2 separate regions of the Mus musculus genome follow, and region 2 is linked to region 1. A link is a contact called in public promoter capture Hi-C data. All regions are on one chromosome and are shown on one strand. Each heading gives the region's core, a stretch centred on a gene start, on an enhancer-like site or on the middle of the called end of the contact. The rest is flanking DNA. Distances are from core to core; before and after follow the strand shown. Region 1 holds the start of Gper1 (G protein-coupled estrogen receptor 1). Region 2 holds the start of Zfand2a (zinc finger, AN1-type domain 2A).

What was found. Capture Hi-C pulls out chosen DNA fragments and counts their contacts.
Region 2: a promoter capture Hi-C map of adipose tissue shows a contact between it and region 1. The contact joins the promoter of Zfand2a here to the promoter of Gper1 in region 1. A contact is called at or near these places in 6 of 39 promoter capture datasets (the C10 cell line, the HPC-7 cell line, frontonasal cranial neural crest and 3 more), 6 of 484 Hi-C or Micro-C datasets (the G1E-ER4 cell line, bone marrow-derived macrophages, embryonic fibroblasts and 3 more), 6 of 115 datasets of contacts at active chromatin or transcription factors (the HPC-7 cell line, the SCID.adh cell line, bone marrow-derived macrophages and 2 more) and 5 of 9 other capture datasets (adipose tissue, embryonic stem cells, liver and 2 more).

The regions. Positions count from the first base shown.
Region 1 is chr5:139,421,131-139,425,119 of GRCm38.p6, forward strand. It overlaps Gper1 (G protein-coupled estrogen receptor 1), which reads left to right and starts at 2,049. Exons shown (of 3, transcript NM_029771.3): 1 at 2,049-2,224; 2 at 2,531-2,742. The region is part of intron 2 of 3110082I17Rik (RIKEN cDNA 3110082I17 gene); the gene reads right to left.
Region 2 is chr5:139,482,472-139,486,460 of GRCm38.p6, forward strand. Zfand2a (zinc finger, AN1-type domain 2A) reads right to left here and starts at 2,020. Exons shown (of 7, transcript NM_001159908.1): 1 at 1,806-2,020; 2 at 231-326. The coding sequence starts at 285.

The DNA.
Region 1 (3,989 bases), core at 799-3,298:
GGATGTGACTACCTGGAATGTTGAAGGGAAGGCTGGGCTCAGAGTAAGATGCGCCCCCAAGACTTCAGCTGCCAGTCCTGCATGGCATCAGAGCACCCCAGGGGACTCCCAGGAACCCAGAAGACAGCAAAGGCCCTCTCAGTGGTCCAACACCATGGAACTTGACCATGGGCTTGCAAGAGTGGGGAAATTCTAAGGGAGCGGCTATTTTTAAGTGGCATTCCTTGGCTATTTCAAGGCTTGGGTTTCTGTTTTATTTATTTAATTCAAAAGGAAGCTGTGTTTTCTCAGCATTTGTTTCTTTCTCGATGGTGTCGCAGGCATTGTTTTGGTGCTGACGTCATCCTGACTTGGTAAGCTGGTGAAAAGATACTGAAGGGCCAAGGGGCTCTTCCCATGCTGCTCAAATGAGAAAAAGCCAACTCCGTAGTCAGGGCTTCTACAGCTCAAAGGGGCCCTAACAGTATTTTTCCACTAAAAATTGTATTTTTAATGGAACTCTATTTAAAGAAGTGTACATTTCAAAAAATGCATATCTCAAAGATTCTAAGCCAGTTTCCTATAGAAAGCCACCAAACATGTTTCTAGCAGGAAGCTACACACGTGGGCACAGGGCAGCTGATCGTTGTTTTCTAGAGACCCTGTAGCTGTCTACATGCAGCTAACTGCTTCATCTGTTCATAAACATATTTTATGTGTATGACTGTTTTACCGGCATGGGTGTCACCTGTGTGCCTGGTTCCCAGAGTCTGAGAGTGTGGGTTGGATCTCCTAGGTCTGGAGTTACAGATGATGGTGAGCCACCCTAGGGGTGCTGGGAATTGGACCTCTGTCCTCTTTAAGAGCAACAAGTGTTAACTGCCGAGCCACCTCTCCAACCCAGTATCTGCTTCTTCCTGCTGCACAGAGTCCCCCTTTAGAGGAGCAGCATGTGGTGGTTTCTGCAGTCCTCAGCCAGCAGAGGTATGCAATATTCATGCTCAGAACACAAATGCCCTCTCAATGTATTCAACATCACAGATTGCCGACAATCAAAAAGACATCAAGCTAAAAACACAGGGGGCTGCACTGAGTGGGAAGAGGTGGGACCCTGGGGGTCTCTTGCCAGCCATCCTACCTGTTTTGGTGAGCCCTAGGCTGATCAGTGACCCTGCCATAAACAAACAAACAAACAAACAAACAAACAAGGTGGACAGAACCTGAGGACTAGCAAACAGGTTCTCTAGCCTCTACATCCACATACATTTATACCTACATACATAAACATGCACACACACTCAGATACAAAGAAGAGTGCACAAATGAGACCAACGAACTCTAAATCATTACGAATACATAATCACTTGACTGGATTGCTCAGGTCGGGGCTGCAGGAGGTCCGATTATGTGGCGAAGCCCTGTTCCCCATGTTTGTCTCCACCCCCAGGGCCACAATTCTATGAGAACCCCAGTGTTGTGGATACGTACTAAGTAAGTTACAAGGCCACTTCCCCCCCCCCCCACCTTGGTTGTACACGGTCTAGAACTAGAGACAGAGCTGACCCCTGGGTAGAGGGACATTAGCCCTAGCTAACATTAGAGTAGAAAACACACCTGGATTCCTAATTTCTGGTCAAAATGCCGGCTACTTGTAGACTGTATTTCCCACTTCGAGCATCCCTAGGAAAACTATAGCTTACATTTGCTGTGTGACTGCAGTCCTACCATGCTGATTGAGGAAACTCAGTGTTCAGTTTTAAAGCCAGCACAAGCTAAAACAGGCAAGGGTATCATTGCTTCAACAAATGAGGAAGGATTCTTACCTAAAAGGTAAACAATATTATAATCCTTTCACACTTTAAATAAATGTGTCAGTGGGTGAAAATCAGCAGTCACACTGGAAACTTCCATAAAATACACATCCAGCAGGGTCGTTTTCACTGTCTACATGTGGGAGGAAAAAAACTGCCAGCAAAAAAATGGTTAATGCTGGCCTTAAAGGGAGGCTGGCCAGAGCCCAGTGAGTAGGCTTGGGAAGTCTATAAAGGAGGCGCTGTGCCAAGGGGGCCAGACGCTGCTGGACGGCCACAGGCATCCATCCCCAGGCATCGGGCGGGTGCTTCTGTTCCTCTCCTGCTGGGTCCCTGCTGGGCACCGTCCCCAAAGTGCTGCAAGTCCAGGGTCCATCCCTGGAGCAAGCTCCAGGAGCACCTCCAGCAGATGGCCTGGTAACGCCACGGCACAGGTAAGATTCACACTCAGGTTCCGGGACTGCGTGTGGCTCGGAACTCCTTGCTGGGGTGGGGTGGCACTGGTGGGGCAGTCATGCACCCTCGGCCTCCAGGATTGCACGATAGGTGTGAGCAAGGTCTATCCAGGCGCAGGCAACAACAGCATGCCTACCTAAAGCTCGGCCACACTTGGGTCCTGGCTACGCCCTGTAACACCACGATGCTGCCACTCTGTCTGCCAAGGGAGTCCTGGAAGCTTACAACTGTTTCAAGGACAGGGGCCTCGTAAGCCTGGCAAAAACCTAGTCTTGTTTCCCCAGATCAGGACACCCAACAGAAAATCAGAAGGACACTAAGTCTGATCGTTAGATTAACAGAGCAGCGATCTGGACCAAGGACAGAAGCCAGGGTGTCATTTCTGCCATGCACCCACCAAAACAGCTGATCAGATCTAGGGAGAAAGCCATCCAAGGACTCTGCTCCCCTTAAGCTGCTGGAATTGTGGCCAAGCCTCAACACTCACACACTCTGGGTGAGTACTTTTAAATTTTCAGGTTTTGTTTGTTTGTTTGTTTCAGCCCTGACTGGCATCAAACTCACTTCATAGACTGGGCTGGCCTCAAACTTAGAGCTCCACTTGCCTCTCATCCTTTTGTGCTGGGATTAAAGTATGCACCAGGCTCAGGTATCAGAAGAAATGAAGGGAAACCCTCTGCATTGTAGCTAGACTCAGAAGACTGGCGCTTCTGTGGCTCAGATGGGCACGTCCATGAAAGATGGGTTGGCCACCCACACCCACACATCCAAGGCAGGATGTGGCCACAGCCCCTCCTTTCTTCTTCCCATCATTTTAATGAAGCAGTATTTGGGGAGAGAAAGGCCAATTTAAACCTCTGGTTTGCTCTTGCTCCACCTCAAAACCAAATGCAATCACCACAAGCAAAGCAACAGAGATGTGTTTTCAGGAGCACATCTGAGGAGCACTTTGCTGTCTCGCTCTGACTGTGAAGGAAGACACAGGGACAGTAGCTGCCATGTCCCTGCCCGGGGCAATATGGACACTTAGTAGCATTCTCAGCTTCCACTCACCAGATGCCAGCACCCATCTCCTACACAGTGACACCCTAGGGTCTCGAGACACTGCTAGTGCCGCTGAGAACCTGGATTACCCCAGAGAGCCCCGAGGCAGAGTCATACAGGCTAGGAACCATCCCCAGGGACCAATGAAGCTCAGCTTCCAGGCTGCAGTGCCTAAAATGTTGTATTTCACAGGAACTTATGTAAAGGACAAGCTGCTTCCCTTCTTCTCTCCTGTCTTCCTTATTCCTTGAGATCGGGGTCTCAGGCTGCTGCCTGAGCTAGTCTAAAACGCCTGTGCTCCAGGGATCCTCCGGAGCACAACCTCCAGAGTAGCCGGGAGGACGAGGAGTCATCCCCTACTGTTTAGTGAATTTGGAACAGCCTGGACTATAAGAGACCCTGCCTCAAAACCAGCTGTGTGAGCTGGGTGTTGGTGGCACACGCCTTTTAATCCCAGCACTCGGGAGGCAGAGGCAGGCGGATTTCTGAGTTCGAGGCCAGCCTGGTCTACAGAGTGAGTTCCAGGACAGCAAGAGCTACATAGCAAAAACTCATCTCAGGAAAAAATGATACAGCTCTCTGTGTGTGTGCGCGTGTGTGCACGCGCGTGCACACACATGCACACACACGCACACAAGAGAAAGATACTGAAGGTGGAACCCACAGCTCTCTTGTGTGCCAGATAAATGTTTTACCACT
Region 2 (3,989 bases), core at 770-3,269, 61 kb after region 1:
CATCCAAGCTGCCTTTGTTATCTGCAAAGCCCTGGTGGCTATTGCGTGGCCTTAAGGGGTCATTAACTTGCAATTCTGAGCAGACCCTGTGTTCCTGCACCAGAGTTTTCATGCTGAGAAGCTAAACCAGGACAGAGGCCAACTAGCGAGAGAGTGCACCAGCCAGGTGTCCTCCGCAGAGCAGCCAATGTAATGCTGTTTCCCTAGCAAGAGCCCCCAAAAGTTCTTACCTAGCTGTTTGCAAGTTGGTTCTGAACAGTGCTTCCCCAAGTCAGGAAACTCCATTATAAATGCTGTCCAAAAACACAGATGTATTTAAGTATCACCTGTGGGAATTAGAAGAGAATGAGGTTCTGAGTTGGACCCCAGGGCCTGTCACCTGCAGCCAAAGAGCACAGAGAAGCTATTTGTGAGAAGCACGGGAAACCCAAACCATCCTGGGGCCATGGGAAAGACTGCCATCTCATAAATTCTCAGCAAAGAGCAAAGTGGTCGTTTCATCATAAATACCAAGCCTTGGGTTAATAAGAGAATGCTCTGCGTAGCATGTGGGAGGGGGAAGTTCTAGGTTCAATCCCCAGCTCTGGCAAAAACAAAACAAATGTGGTGAGAGAAAGAAAGGCTTCCCGTATGGAGTCCATAGCTGCCACTGAAAATTATGGTCTCCTTGGAACTCAAGCTGCAGTCTCAACTCCTCAATACACTTGTTGACATCAACAAGATTCGGTGCCAGGTGCTAAGTGGCATCAGTTGACTATGCTCCCCAGAGTAGGCTGTCCCTTGCCTCTCCCTCCCTCATGCCTTCAGTTTTACTTTGTGCACACGCCATAATGACATCAGGCCAGGGCCGATCAAGGCAAGCGGCACTTTAATTAACCACAAGAAACAGACAAGCAGAGAGGCTGGCATCCCGGAGACCAGGCTTGAAGCAAAGTCTCCTCCAAGTCCTGTCACCTATCAAATGACTCGAAACTCTTGCACTTTCCACAGGTCAAGTCCCCAAAGAGCTTTTCACATCTTTCTATTACTTTCTCTGCTGGGAACTTCTTATCTACTCCTTGTTGAGAACTCTCAGGCTTCAGAAGACATCTATTTGACTTGTCAAGGACCAGTCTACAGTGTCACTTCCTCAAACGTCACCTCTAACACCTCTAAGCCAATTCACTTCCCACCCTTCCCCCTTCCTTTCCTACTGCATTTAGTGGTTAGGGTGGATCTCATTCCTGTCGGGGAGGAAACCTTTTAAGTCGTGCACAACAGAATCCGCATTATGAAATGTTTTTGTTCAAAGCAAGCAGCACGTGACGTATTACCAAATGACCACCGACTGTTTCTTTTCTCCCCCCCCCCTTTTTTAAACAGGGGGCCGGGGGCCTAGGACAGACGCTATTTTGTAGTGCTGGCTGTCCCTTAACCCGTTTTGTAGATCACTTTGGCTATCAACTCGGAGATCCGCCTGTCTCTGCCTCTGGAGTGCAGGGATTAAAGGCACGAGCCACCATGCCCTGCTAGTAGACTGTTTCATGAAAGTGTGTCTCACTACTTAGCTCAGGTTAGCCTGGAGCTTGTGATCTAATAACTCAACTCCCCAGCGCTGAGACTACAGGCCTGCAACAACCACTATGCCTGGCTGCCGCGACAATGGCTCAGGGCAGTTGACCTGGGGATGTGAGATGTCACTGTGCTGAGACAGTAACTCCTTGATGGCCAGGCCACGAGAAATCACAGCGCGGAGACGCCAGCCCCTAGTTCACCAGCTCCCCGGGCCCCAGCGGCCCGCAACCACACCGGTACCTGGCACTCACGGGTAGTCAGAGGCGGAGACAGACAAGCGGTGCCCTTTGTGGTTATCCCGGTGACACCGCAGTAGAAACTGCAGCTCCAATCGCCGCGAAGCGCCCGACTTCTCTCAAGGCCGGAAAGCGTAGCATTGCCCCTGCAGCAGCCTGGGCCATTTATCCCCAGCCGACAGATCCAGAGTCATACATCCTGGGCGTTCCCGGCGCGCTCTGATGACGCCACACCAACACCAACCAATCCCCTAACATCTAGAGTCGGCCCGCCAGCGCGCCCAAAATGTCATCGAAGGCCAGCCAATTCCTTCGTGTTATGACCCCCAGAGGGCTGGGCGCCGTGATGACGTCACTTACATGTCACCAATCCAGCAGTTCTACGGCCTTTTCGTCCCTCCCTATCCCCCCGCCTATTTTCTAGAACAGTCAGGCAACATCTCTAGCTTAGGCTGAGTCGTGGTGAGGCAGCTCTGGGTGAGGTGACAGGCTTGCCTGTACCTGAGAGCCTGAGACAGGACCCGGCCGGACGTGAGAATCCTGTGTCTCAGTAGGAGTTCCCTGAGGGCTGGGATCGCGGTATGCACAGATTGATGGCCCATTTGTGAAGCTGTAAGGATCCCAGGACTCGGGGAGGCAGAACGCCAGGGACAGGTCATCTGAACAAACATGCCTTGGAAAAGTGAGGTCCAGTCTACAGAAGAATTACAAGATGATACCCAAAATGCCTGTATCTCTGTTACCAGAGTTGCTGGAGCACGGACTATGCATGTGATTTAAGAAAGATGTTCAGGGCTGGTGAGATGGCTCGGTGGGTAAGAGCACCCGACTGCTCTTCCGAAGGTCAGGAGTTCAAATCCCAGCAACCACATGGTGGCTCACAACCATCCGTAATGAGATCTGACTCCGTCTTCTGGAGTGTCTGAGGACAGCTACAGTGTACTTTAAATAAATAAATAAATAAATAAATCTTAAAAAAAAAAAAAGAAAAAAAAGAAGAAGAAGAAAGAAAGAAAGAAAGATGTTCAAGCCGGGCGGTGGTGGCGCATGCCTTTAATCCCAGCACTCGGGAGGCAGAGGCAGGCGGATTTCTGAGTTTGAGGCCAGCCTGGTCTACAAAGTGAGTTCCAGGACAGCCAGGGCTACACAGAGAAACCCTGTCTCGAAAAAAACCAAAAAAAAAAAAAAAAAAGAAAGAAAGATGTTCAAGTGTTGCTGACCCAAGCTCGAGAATACCAAAGATCTGTGGGCTAGGCTAATAGACCCAGAATACTACTGCTCTGTCCTGATTATTTATGTTTTTAATTAATTATTTATTTATTTCTCAATCTGACATAAACTGAGAAGAGGAGACCACAGTTCAGGAAATAACCTCTATAAGATTGGCCTAGGAAGTACTTTTAAGTTAGTCATTAATATGGAAGGGCTGAGCTCCTTGCGAGTAGTACCACCCCTAGGCTGATTATCCTAGGTGCTATAAGAAAGTAAAAATCAGGCCAGTTGGATGTGTACACCTATAATCGCAGCATGTGGGAAGCAGAGGCAGGTGGCTCTCCTAGTTCTTGTCCAGCTTGGCCAACATTACTTTTTGCTTTGTTTTTTAAAAAAGATTTATTTACATGAGTACACTGTAGTTGTCTTCAGATACATATCAGAGGAGTGCATCGGATCCCACTACAGATGGCTGTGAGCCACCATGCAGTTGCTGGGAATTGAACTCAGGACCTCTGGAAGAATAGTCAGTGCCGGCCGGGCGTGGTAGCGCACGCCTTTAATACCAGCACTCGGGAGGCAGAGGCAGGCGGATTACTGAGTTCGAGGCTAGCCTGGTCTACAAAGTGAGCTCCAGGACAGCCAGGGCTATACAGAGACCCTGTCTCAAAAGAACCAAAAGAAAAAATAATAATAATAGTCAGTGCTCTTAACCCCTGAGCCATCTCTCCAGCCCCCTAGCCAACATTACATAGCAAGTTCCAGGACATCCAGGGCTACGTAGAAAGACCATCTCAAAAAAAAAAAGGAGGAGGAGGAGGAGCAAGCTAGTATGTAGTGGTCCTCCACAGCTTCTGCTTCAGTTACTGCCTCCAGATTCTTTCCCTGTTTGAGTTCCTTCTGTGACTGCCTCAATGATAGACTGTTCCCTGAAGTGTAAGAGTTGCTTTTGGTCATGGTTGGCCAAAGACAGCCCCCCACCCCCAG